Regions from separate parts of the Zea mays genome. Here regions 1 and 3 are each linked to region 2. The links are chromatin contacts, called in public Hi-C maps. All regions are on one chromosome and are shown on one strand. The core of a region is the stretch at or near the end of the contact, and the rest is flanking DNA. Distances in the headings are between cores, read along the strand shown.

Evidence for each region. Hi-C and Micro-C count contacts between places; a contact is called where the count stands out from the background.
Region 1: a Hi-C map of leaf shows a contact between it and region 2, with 3 times the contacts expected there. The contact joins the promoter of LOC100191184 here to the promoter of LOC100193112 in region 2. A contact is called at or near these places in 2 of 25 Hi-C or Micro-C datasets (endosperm and leaf).
Region 3: a Hi-C map of ear shows a contact between it and region 2, with 1.8 times the contacts expected there. The contact joins the promoter of LOC100276154 here to the promoter of LOC100193112 in region 2. A contact is called at or near these places in 4 of 25 Hi-C or Micro-C datasets (ear, endosperm, leaf and 1 more).

Annotation. Positions count from the first base shown.
Region 1 is chr6:132,734,050-132,737,126 of Zm-B73-REFERENCE-NAM-5.0, forward strand. It overlaps LOC100191184, which reads left to right and starts at 1,540. Exons shown (of 5, transcript NM_001136619.1): 1 at 1,540-1,982; 2 at 2,997-3,077. The coding sequence starts at 1,775.
Region 2 is chr6:132,564,347-132,567,552 of Zm-B73-REFERENCE-NAM-5.0, forward strand. It overlaps LOC100193112, which reads right to left and starts at 1,695. Exons shown (of 6, transcript NM_001138274.1): 1 at 1,385-1,695. The coding sequence starts at 1,645.
Region 3 is chr6:132,716,222-132,719,490 of Zm-B73-REFERENCE-NAM-5.0, forward strand. LOC100276154 reads left to right here and starts at 1,997. Exons shown (of 3, transcript NM_001371535.1): 1 at 1,997-2,472. The coding sequence starts at 2,172.

The sequences.
Region 1 (3,077 bases), core at 290-2,789, 170 kb after region 2:
AGCAAAGATGAAGCTATATAAGATCATAAAAGGGGAGTTGTACAAGGAAGATGTCTGTGCATCCCTGTTTAAATAACTATCTAGATCCGAAGGTCAAGAACTAATGAGAGATATTTATTCTGGTATTTGTGGGGCTCACATCGGCCCAGAGATTTTCTAGGAAAAGTGCTTCGTCAAGATTTCTATTGGCCGAAGGTAGCAGCAGATGCAACAAACTTGGTCAAAATATGTGATCATTGATTCAATTGATCCAACTTACTTTGCATGTGGTGAGATAGGGTATGGAGGCCCAATGTGGCCAGCTCAAAAAAACTTAAAATATGTCGTGGTTGCATTGGAAAATACTCCTTCAAGTGGATTGAAACAAAATCATTAGCTACCATAACTTCGGCTACAACAGAGATCAACAGAGGCATGTCCGCCAATGACGCGCTATGGATAGTGGGAGGTCAAGGATAACAGGTGGGGTCAGGGTGTCAGTGAGAGAGCGATCGCGGGGGACATAAGCGCCGACACGTGACTCAAGAGCATGGGCAAGTGCAGGGAGAGAAGCGCTGACAAGCAGGCCCCGCATGTGAGTGGAAGCATAGCTCGAGAGCAGTTTGGATCGAGTGGATCTAGGTCGTACCATTATTTTCCTTTTTTATTTTTGAATTTAGGTTTGAATTTTGAATTCAAATTAAATGAACTCTAAATCATATTAAGATTTTACAAGAAATCATAAATATTTATATGGTCATTCGGATGAAGTTTGGGCTCTTTTCTTGATTAGTAATGTTGAATACTTGTTTTCGATTGCTTCGGCTTTTTTGCGTAAGATAGTTTGAAGGTAATTTGAAGACTAAGCGAGACGGAGCTTGAGTCCTCGAAAGGTGAATATATATATGATATTGTTCATCTATTTATAAGGGATATGTACATCTTTGTACGAAATTACAAACATCCACAAAGTTTACATACATGATTTACAAATGATATAAGAACATTATTGTTGTTTTTCTTTCTTTCTTGTTGCACGAGTCTTAGACTTTTCTCTTTCATCACTTTGCATCCGGAGTTTTCTTCAGGCCGAGACTGTCGGCTTGCACCTTCGCCGCCCGTGCGTATTGGACGAAGCTTCTATACAGCACTTCGGACGAAAGCTAGCTTAACACATATATTTATGTCGAAGTAAATATATTTTGAGGGTCTTTAGCAGGATAGATCCCTTACAAGTACATTTGTGTAAAACAATTTTTTCCCTCTCTCTATTTGAGATAAAATTAGGATAAATATTTAAAATGGTGGTGTGTTGTCGGAGTTTAAAGGAAATTTGTTTAAGGGTGTCACAGGAATCTAGAGTAAAATACATTTTAACAGAAGTCTTTGACCAACAGAGAATGAAATGATGTATACAGAGGATATAGAAAAATAAGATGTCGATAAAATATTTTTTAGAAAAAATAATAGATATTGAAAAGATATAGATAACCTCTGGAGACTCTGAAGTCTGTCGTTTTCGCGTCGAAACTAGTGACACGAATCTTTTCGTGGACACGTAGCAGGTCGATGATGAGGAGCGGCGACACGTCGTGACGGACGTTACTTTCGCGCCGTATTCTAGTCTTCTAGAGATATCCATCCAGTTCTCGCTATATCTTTTTCTCCCCAAGAAAAAAAAGGCGGCGAGAGCATAAGAAAAAAACACACACACACACACACACAAAGCGCACTTTTCAAATCGACAAAGGGGAAAGGTTCGCTTCTTCTCGCATCTTGCTTTACTTCGAGTGCCATGGCCGATCCGGCGGAGGAGAACGTTGTCTCGCCGCCACCGACCCCTGCGGCCCCAGCCGTGGGCGCCTCAGACTCGCCCCTGCAGCCTGTTGCTGACGGCGCCTCAACGGAGAAGGTGTCTGCCCCGGCGCCGGAGGTAAGGTCCCGGGGATTCAGGCTTCTTGGAGAGGACACTTCCGTGCACAAATCCCTTGGGGGCGGTAAAAGTACGTATTTCTTTCTTCATTTTTCTGCTGACTTTCTTCCTGTGCTCCAATTAATCGTATGGTGTTAGCTTGGAGTTGTGCTTTTTTATAACAGGAGGTCAGGAGATGTGTTTGTTTCTTTCTGGTTATTATTCTAAGTGCATAGGAAACAATAGACGAGATAACGCACGGAATGAGATTGATTATTTATTCGGAGTTTCTTTTGAGAAAGTATATTCAAATCACTCCGTACCGGTTATTAGGTGTGTTAAATTTTGTTCAAAAATAATAACGGGTGTTAAAAAATATGTTCTAAGAAAAGCTAATAATTTACGACTACAAAGAAACGTACCTACATATATAATTATTATCGATTGAAGAATATTGATATTAGTTTCTCCCTAGGAAACCAGCAGCCAAAAAGGAAGACATGGAAACAGATTCTTTAGATTCATTGTTTACTGCACTCGTAGATACAGTGATGGTGATAAGTATGAAACGCGCAAGTTGTACAGTGATGGTGATAAGAAAAAAAAAAGCGCAAGTTGACCTTTTCATCGGAAACGATGTTTTTTGTCCATTTTTCCTAGGGGCGCACTCCAGAAGATGTTAATGGCTTTTGACAGGTGGCTACACCAACACACTTGTAAAAGTGAATCTACACTTGAATCATATGGCTTCGGGCTCCTCTTTTTCAATCATTGACACTTAAAACTCCAGATAATATGCTTTGGCAACAAATTTAAATTTTTAACACTTTGCCATACACAGTGATGGGCAACATATATAGTGTAAAAGGGATTATGGTGCTAACATTGTAACATCAAATTTTATCCATCGGATCCACCATAATCTATGGTTGAATTCAATCTTGTATGGGGACAAAATATAGGAGTTCTTTAGAAAGTAGTCTATGAAATTGATAGATGAAGACATCTTTAAACCATGAGCTAACCTTAATTGAGATTAGCTTAGGTCATTGCTGTTATCTCTTTTGTTCTAATTCTGCTCCTTGTGGAGGAGAACTTTCTGCAGCTGCTGACGTTCTGTTATGGAAAGACAAGAAAACTTCTGCTGTTGTAATAGGCGGCGCAACTGTCATCTGGGTTCTGTTCG
Region 2 (3,206 bases), core at 445-2,944:
CCTCCACAAGATCCGGAGACATGGGCGCCACCAGATCAACAACCTGAACAAACGGGAGAATAGCATCCACCTGCCCCGAATGACTGCGCGGCCCCAGTCGCAATTGTATCGGAGTCCGAGCGGAGGATGCAGGGTGACCCATTGTACTTATAGAATAGGAAAAGGATCTTTTATTCTATTCATCTATTGTCTTCTTTTGTTCTAGCATGATTAGTTGAAGTATTGAATTATTTACTGAAGCATATATCGTTCATTGACAACCAACTACATAGCTTTCGATAGTATAGCAGCGAGCCAGCGATGATAGCTGCGATGTAGACAATGCAGCCAGAATTGGCTGGCCTATGTGGAGGATAAGATGGATGTCTTTGAGGTGGTCTATGGAGATCGTATCCTCTAAGGGACACAATTGCTGAAGGGAGAGGGGCTATGATCTGGTAGAGAGGTGTGCAGACAGCTCATTCTTCTCACCTGGATTTTTGTCCTGGCATGTCAATGTCACACAGTTTGAGAGGAGATTTTACCTAGCTATTTTCCTAGAAAAAATGAAGATTAACCTGCAAAACATTCTTATTTTCACCAAGGTCGTTCAATGTTGCCCAAAGATAATCTAAATGTTACTCGATAAGTTGGGCTCGCAAAACAAAGAGTAACAAATCTATCTGACTTGTTAGCAATTCATATGAAGCGTCTCAGGAGCTTCTACTTTTAGTTTTGTGGACATTTAAACAGCAAGCAAATTATTCTTTCTTGGTGAATTCATATGGTACAAGAATCCTACAGTGTATACTGTATATAGGAATTCACTCATCTGAATGTTGGATTGTGATTTACTACCATTCTTAAATAAAAAACCATTTAGCAGTGTCAGCACTCCATGTAACTATTAGTACTATATCATACGAAAAAACATGTTATAATAGCAACTCAAATTGACAAGGAATTCCCTGGCTAGCATCCTACGCGAATCTGATTAAAACTAGAGCAACACCTAATTCCAGCATTCCTACATGCTGCTCGACATATTGTAATTACCAACTTAAGCAAAACTGGGGTGTAACTCCACCAATGCTGGTTCAGTTACACTTCGTTTGTTTAAAACAGAATTTCCTCACATTCTGTTATTTAGTGCTATTGTTAATTAAAAAATACTTGGAACTAAACACAAATGCTTCTTTGGAACAAATATCCCACTAATAGCAAGTCTTCTCCCAGAATCAACTTCTATCCATCGTAGCTCTAATTGTTAACATTAAGCATCTAAACCTCAACAGTAAAATTTATCCGCACCACACTAATAGACTCCAAGATATATGATAGGAAACCACTCCGTTTTCAACACAACCAAAAGCGACCACCATAGCAAGGAGGGAAGCAATCTCACCATTGTGCATTTGCCCTGGGTGTAGTACAAACACGTGGGCTTCCAAGGATACCTGGAGCTCGGCCTGGGCGCCTCCATGACCAGCCCCTCCCTCGCAGCGTGGGCAGATTGTGAAGTAAGAGAGAAGGCGGCAGCAACGGGGGAGCTTCTTCGGCGGGAATTGCGGATGGGAAAGTCCGAGGAGAAAGGGCGGAAGAAGGATTGGAGCAGGGGCGGTATAAGGTTCGCTAAGGAAGACGGTGAAACCCTAGCCAGAGCCATCCCAATTTCCACAGAACAAATGTTGCTTCAGTTCCGGTTCGACAGCCGAACTGGCGACGTTTTCTCCCCTCTCCATCCGCGTCGGCGAATTTATCACCACGGGCTAGTTTGAGAGCTGGCGAGATAAACCTAAGATTAAAAAAATCAATAAGGGCTAGTTTGTAAACTCGCTTTTACAAGTTTCAAATCCCACTATGAATTTAATCCACATTTAGATTGGATAAATTCATACCGCATACTCAGTCCAACGATGAAATTAAATTCATCATTTAATTCATGTATAGTTATTCTTTTGATCTATAGATTCTAACATAAACTTGTGTAATATCATCATGGATTTGTTCCATACCCAATAAGCTATGGATAAAATTCATTTCTTTCATAGTTTAAAAAATTCTCAAACCTTGGGTTATAATCCATGATGGGTTTAGCCGAATAAAAAATTGAGTACACTTGGATTATTTTGGGACATTGATTGTGACATAGATTTAATTACAATCCATGTTAATGCAGAGCTGAATTGGTGTAAACGAACAAGGCCTAAAAGATTTCAATTTTCCCAAGAGAAAAAGAACTAATTTCTCTTGGGGAATGAAAAATCTCATAAAATAGAGTTCCCAAATAGCACTAAATAACTAAATACTACCTTCATTTCCGAATATTTATTACCCGCTAGTTTATTTTTAAATGATACTTTTTGGATTACTACCAAGAACATGATCCCAGAGAGGATTTAGGTTCCTAAACTAGCACACGGGAAATCTACGGTTAGAAAATACAATATTTAGATACAAATTTAAATATATTATATTAAATCAATATAAATTGAATAAATAAAATTTAAAATTAGCATTTATTTTAGAGTTTATTTGCTATTGTCTAATAGGCTATATATTAAAATTTTAGTATGATTTTAACATATTAATGGAGTAATCTACTACTACCCTATAAGGAGTCCCTGTAGGTGTCCACATGTGCGACCATGCCCCCGCCCTGCTCACGTCACTCTGCCCAAGCAAGGAAACTTCAACAAACCTCCCTACCTTCCTTCGTCGGCCCGAGTCCCCATCGCCACACCCTAGCCCCCATTCACCCCGCCAAGCGAGTTTGGCACCGACGACGGCGCCAACTAACATCGTCGCCTAGATCATGTGTGATCGTGCCCCCGCCCTACTCCCGTCACCCCGACCGAGCAATGTAACTTCAGCAAACATCGTCACCTTCCTTCGTCGGCCCGAGCCCTGTCACCTCGCCCAAGCCTCCGTCACTCCGCCACCTTTCTTCATCGCCACCGGGCCGGGCCCAACCTCTTGCGCCCACGCGCGGGATCTTCGGGTGGATCTTTGTCACACCCAGAATTAAGGACAATTCCAGATGCTTCTCAAATATGTGCTAGGATCAAGTCACATCTTTATTATATAATAGACGTTTTGTACAAAGATAGCTAAATATAATATATCATATGACGACAACGATCCTCCACAACCATAGTTGACTAGGAGACGACGGCCTAGACCTCTCCGATCTCATCGTAGCATCCTTCATGCTCATCATCTTATGG
Region 3 (3,269 bases), core at 747-3,246, 150 kb after region 2:
CAATAGAGAAAATAGTTTCTTAGTTTCAAACAGTTCTGAATTCAGTTCAATAGAGAAATTAGTTTCTCGGGGAACAATTTTCCCAGAACACAGACAAGAGTTCTCGGGGCACAAACTGCTTTGCCAGAATTATGGGAACTGCTCCGGATATAGGAAGAACAGTCACAAATACAATGAACATCAACCATATAGCAAAGAAGTTCCCAGAATATCAACATTAACCATATAGCAAAGCAGTTCCCATAATTCAAATTGCAGAGACAAAGTATTACACATCAACCATATGAACACACTGACTGCATAGATAGTCTTCAATACATAGATTGTCTTACATAAACACAACCACATCACAGAGAGAGATGTTACAAGTACATAGTCTTGACATCACAAAAGTCTTCATAACTGCTAACTAGTTCATCTCATGACACAAACTCGTTACAAGTTCATCTCATGACCACAAAAGAAAGAACCATAGAAGAAACATACTAGTTGTCTTGGCAACTTAAACAGTACGATCAAAAATCTCGTCGTAGTTGTAGCCCATAATACGACAATGCTCGGACAAAGAAACAACCACTTTATTCTCCTCCTACTTCATGTCTTCAAACACCATTTCCTATAGCTCCGGATCTTCTGACACGTATCCATCCACTTGGTCCTCAACATCAGAAAGGTTAGGGTGGTCTTCAACATCTGAAGGGGGATGATGAAGGTCCCAACTAGGAGATTTATTCTCCAGATCTTCTTCACAGACAATACAAGTCTTCTCGAGGTTCTTGCAAACATCCTTCAAATGGGCAACAATCTTTCCAACCTTACCCCCTTCAACTTCTGGGATACTACAACACATCCTATTCATGTTATGTAACAGTGAAGATTGCCTCCTCATCTCTTGAATGGCATATCGCAGTGAGTTCTTGACGCTAACGTGATACTTCAAATCAACATGTTCCTGTAGAAATAAAACTAGTTGTTGATCAGGTGGACGACTAAGTTACCATGTTTATGAAGAACCAACCCTAATTCGAATGAACAGCAGCCCTAAACCCTATTCCAAATGCGGCAAAGGAAGAGAGAAACAAAATCAGTCACCTTGGAGTTATCTTCAACAAAGCTTCGATACTTCACAGCTTGGACGACAAGTTAAACCTTATCGGCGGCATTACTGGCAGATTGCACCGCCGCTCGTGCCTCCTTCTCAGCCACCAACTCCGCACATCTAGCCTCCGCAGCTGCAACAGCCGCAACACGAGCAGCATCAACAGCTTCTGCCACAGCGACGACAGGAGCAGTTCAATCCATGGGTGCGGCGGCTAGGGTTGGGTTGCGGCGACTAGGGTTCGGTTGTGGAAGGGAGCTAGAGGAAAGGAAAGAACGACGAGATCTCAAGAGAGGCTGGGTGCGGCGGTGGTGAACTTGTAACGATAGCGGGTAATGGATGTGTGACGGCGTCAGTATCAGTGTAATAATCATCGTCCTTACCTGGTAATAAGGTCGTCATGTCCATTTCAGAGTGTAGGCTTTCCCCTGGTTTTTCATATAGTCAAATCTCTCTCCTTAGCCTCCATTTCGTCGAAGCCACATCCGCGGTGTTTCGTAATGGCAAAAATATCTGTTTGGTGTCCTGCATACATGAGCTCAGAGGCTACACTCGCAGCTACAGCTTAGCCTAGAAATACCCCCGCAGCTGCACGTATAGATACGCACGGAACATCTCGTTTTCTACATGCCAAATGCACACGAGCCAGACTACACTCACTCAACCAGCTAATAAACCGAACGAGCCCTGTGTTCAACGAAGCCACACTAGGGGCCTGTTCGGTTTACTCGGAACGATGACCTGGAACGAGTCGTAGCTGGATTGATTGTATAATTTACATAAGCTTTGATCAGATGGAACTATTCCTGGATAGAATCCCCGACAACCGAACAGGGCCTAGAAGGGGAAGAATACCGCCCCGGCACGCTGTTCTTGACCGTCGCATCCAATCCAACGGCATTCTGGTTCTAGGGAGCCCGCAGGAAGGCACCTCTGCGGCGACCAGCGTGAAGAAAGGGGATCGGAACGCCTCCATCTCAAACCCCACGAAGGCACGAACCCTCTCTTCCTAGGTTCATCGTTCCTCCTCCGCGTCCTTCCTTCCCTCCGCAGCGCGGCGCGGCGCGGCGCGATGATACAGCTGCTCTTCACGCTGCTAGCGGCGGAGGGCGCCGTGGCGGCGGTGCTACTCTTCAAGACGCCGCTGCGGAGGCTGGCCGTGCTCGCGCTCGACCACCTCAAGCGGGGCCGCGGGCCCGTCATGGTGCGCACCATCGCGGCCACCGTGCTTGTCGTGCTCGCATCCAGTCTCCACAGCATGGCCAAGATCCGCGGCCACGCCGAGGGGGAGCTCGACGGCTCCGGGGTCGTGGGGCTCACCCCCACCGACCAGGTCCTTCTTGCGCGACACCTCCTCGAGGCGTCACTCATGGGTATGCACGCGAGCATCTCTGGAATGTTGGTTGAAGTCATTCACCCTCTCTCTCTCTAATCAATTTGTTCGATCGTCCTCATACTCGTCATCATGAAGCACCTATGAAATAGGTCTGTCACATTTAGTGTAATGTGTGAATTAATAACTGGCATCAGGGTTGATACCTGGTTGGCTGCAGTAAGTTATAGGACCTGGTTACACTTCAAGTCTTCAACTAACTATATGATTTCGGTTTGGAACCTCCTATCCAAACAGGTCCTTAGGATGAAATACACAGCATCTTGAGGCACCAATGAACTGTGGCTTTATCATTTGAGGACATATCTGATGCACATGGAAGATTGGTGCACATGGTGCACATATTAAATTATCACCACTCATTTTAGATCTAACGTCTCTGATTGATCATTCAATTTACAAATAACACCTTCCACCACCACACACCACCACGTTGGAGGGTGTCATTAGCAAAATATACCAAACAACTATAGACGTTAGATTTAAAATGAGTGCTGATGATTTAATATGTGCACCATGTACACCAATCTTTCATGTGCACAAGATATGTTCTCTTATTATTTATCAGCAACTTTTTTATTCATGAAATACTCAATGCTATGTTACCTTGTTCTTTATCTTAGTTTGCCTTCGTAGCGTAAATCATTTTGTTCTAGAGACCCTGTATCATGCAAAGTCAAACGTTGCAGAAATTGAAATTCTGAAGAGTTTCACATAGAGTATGTTAAAAAAGTTGGTTTTATAAATAATGGAACATTTTTTTGCCCAGTTGCCTTT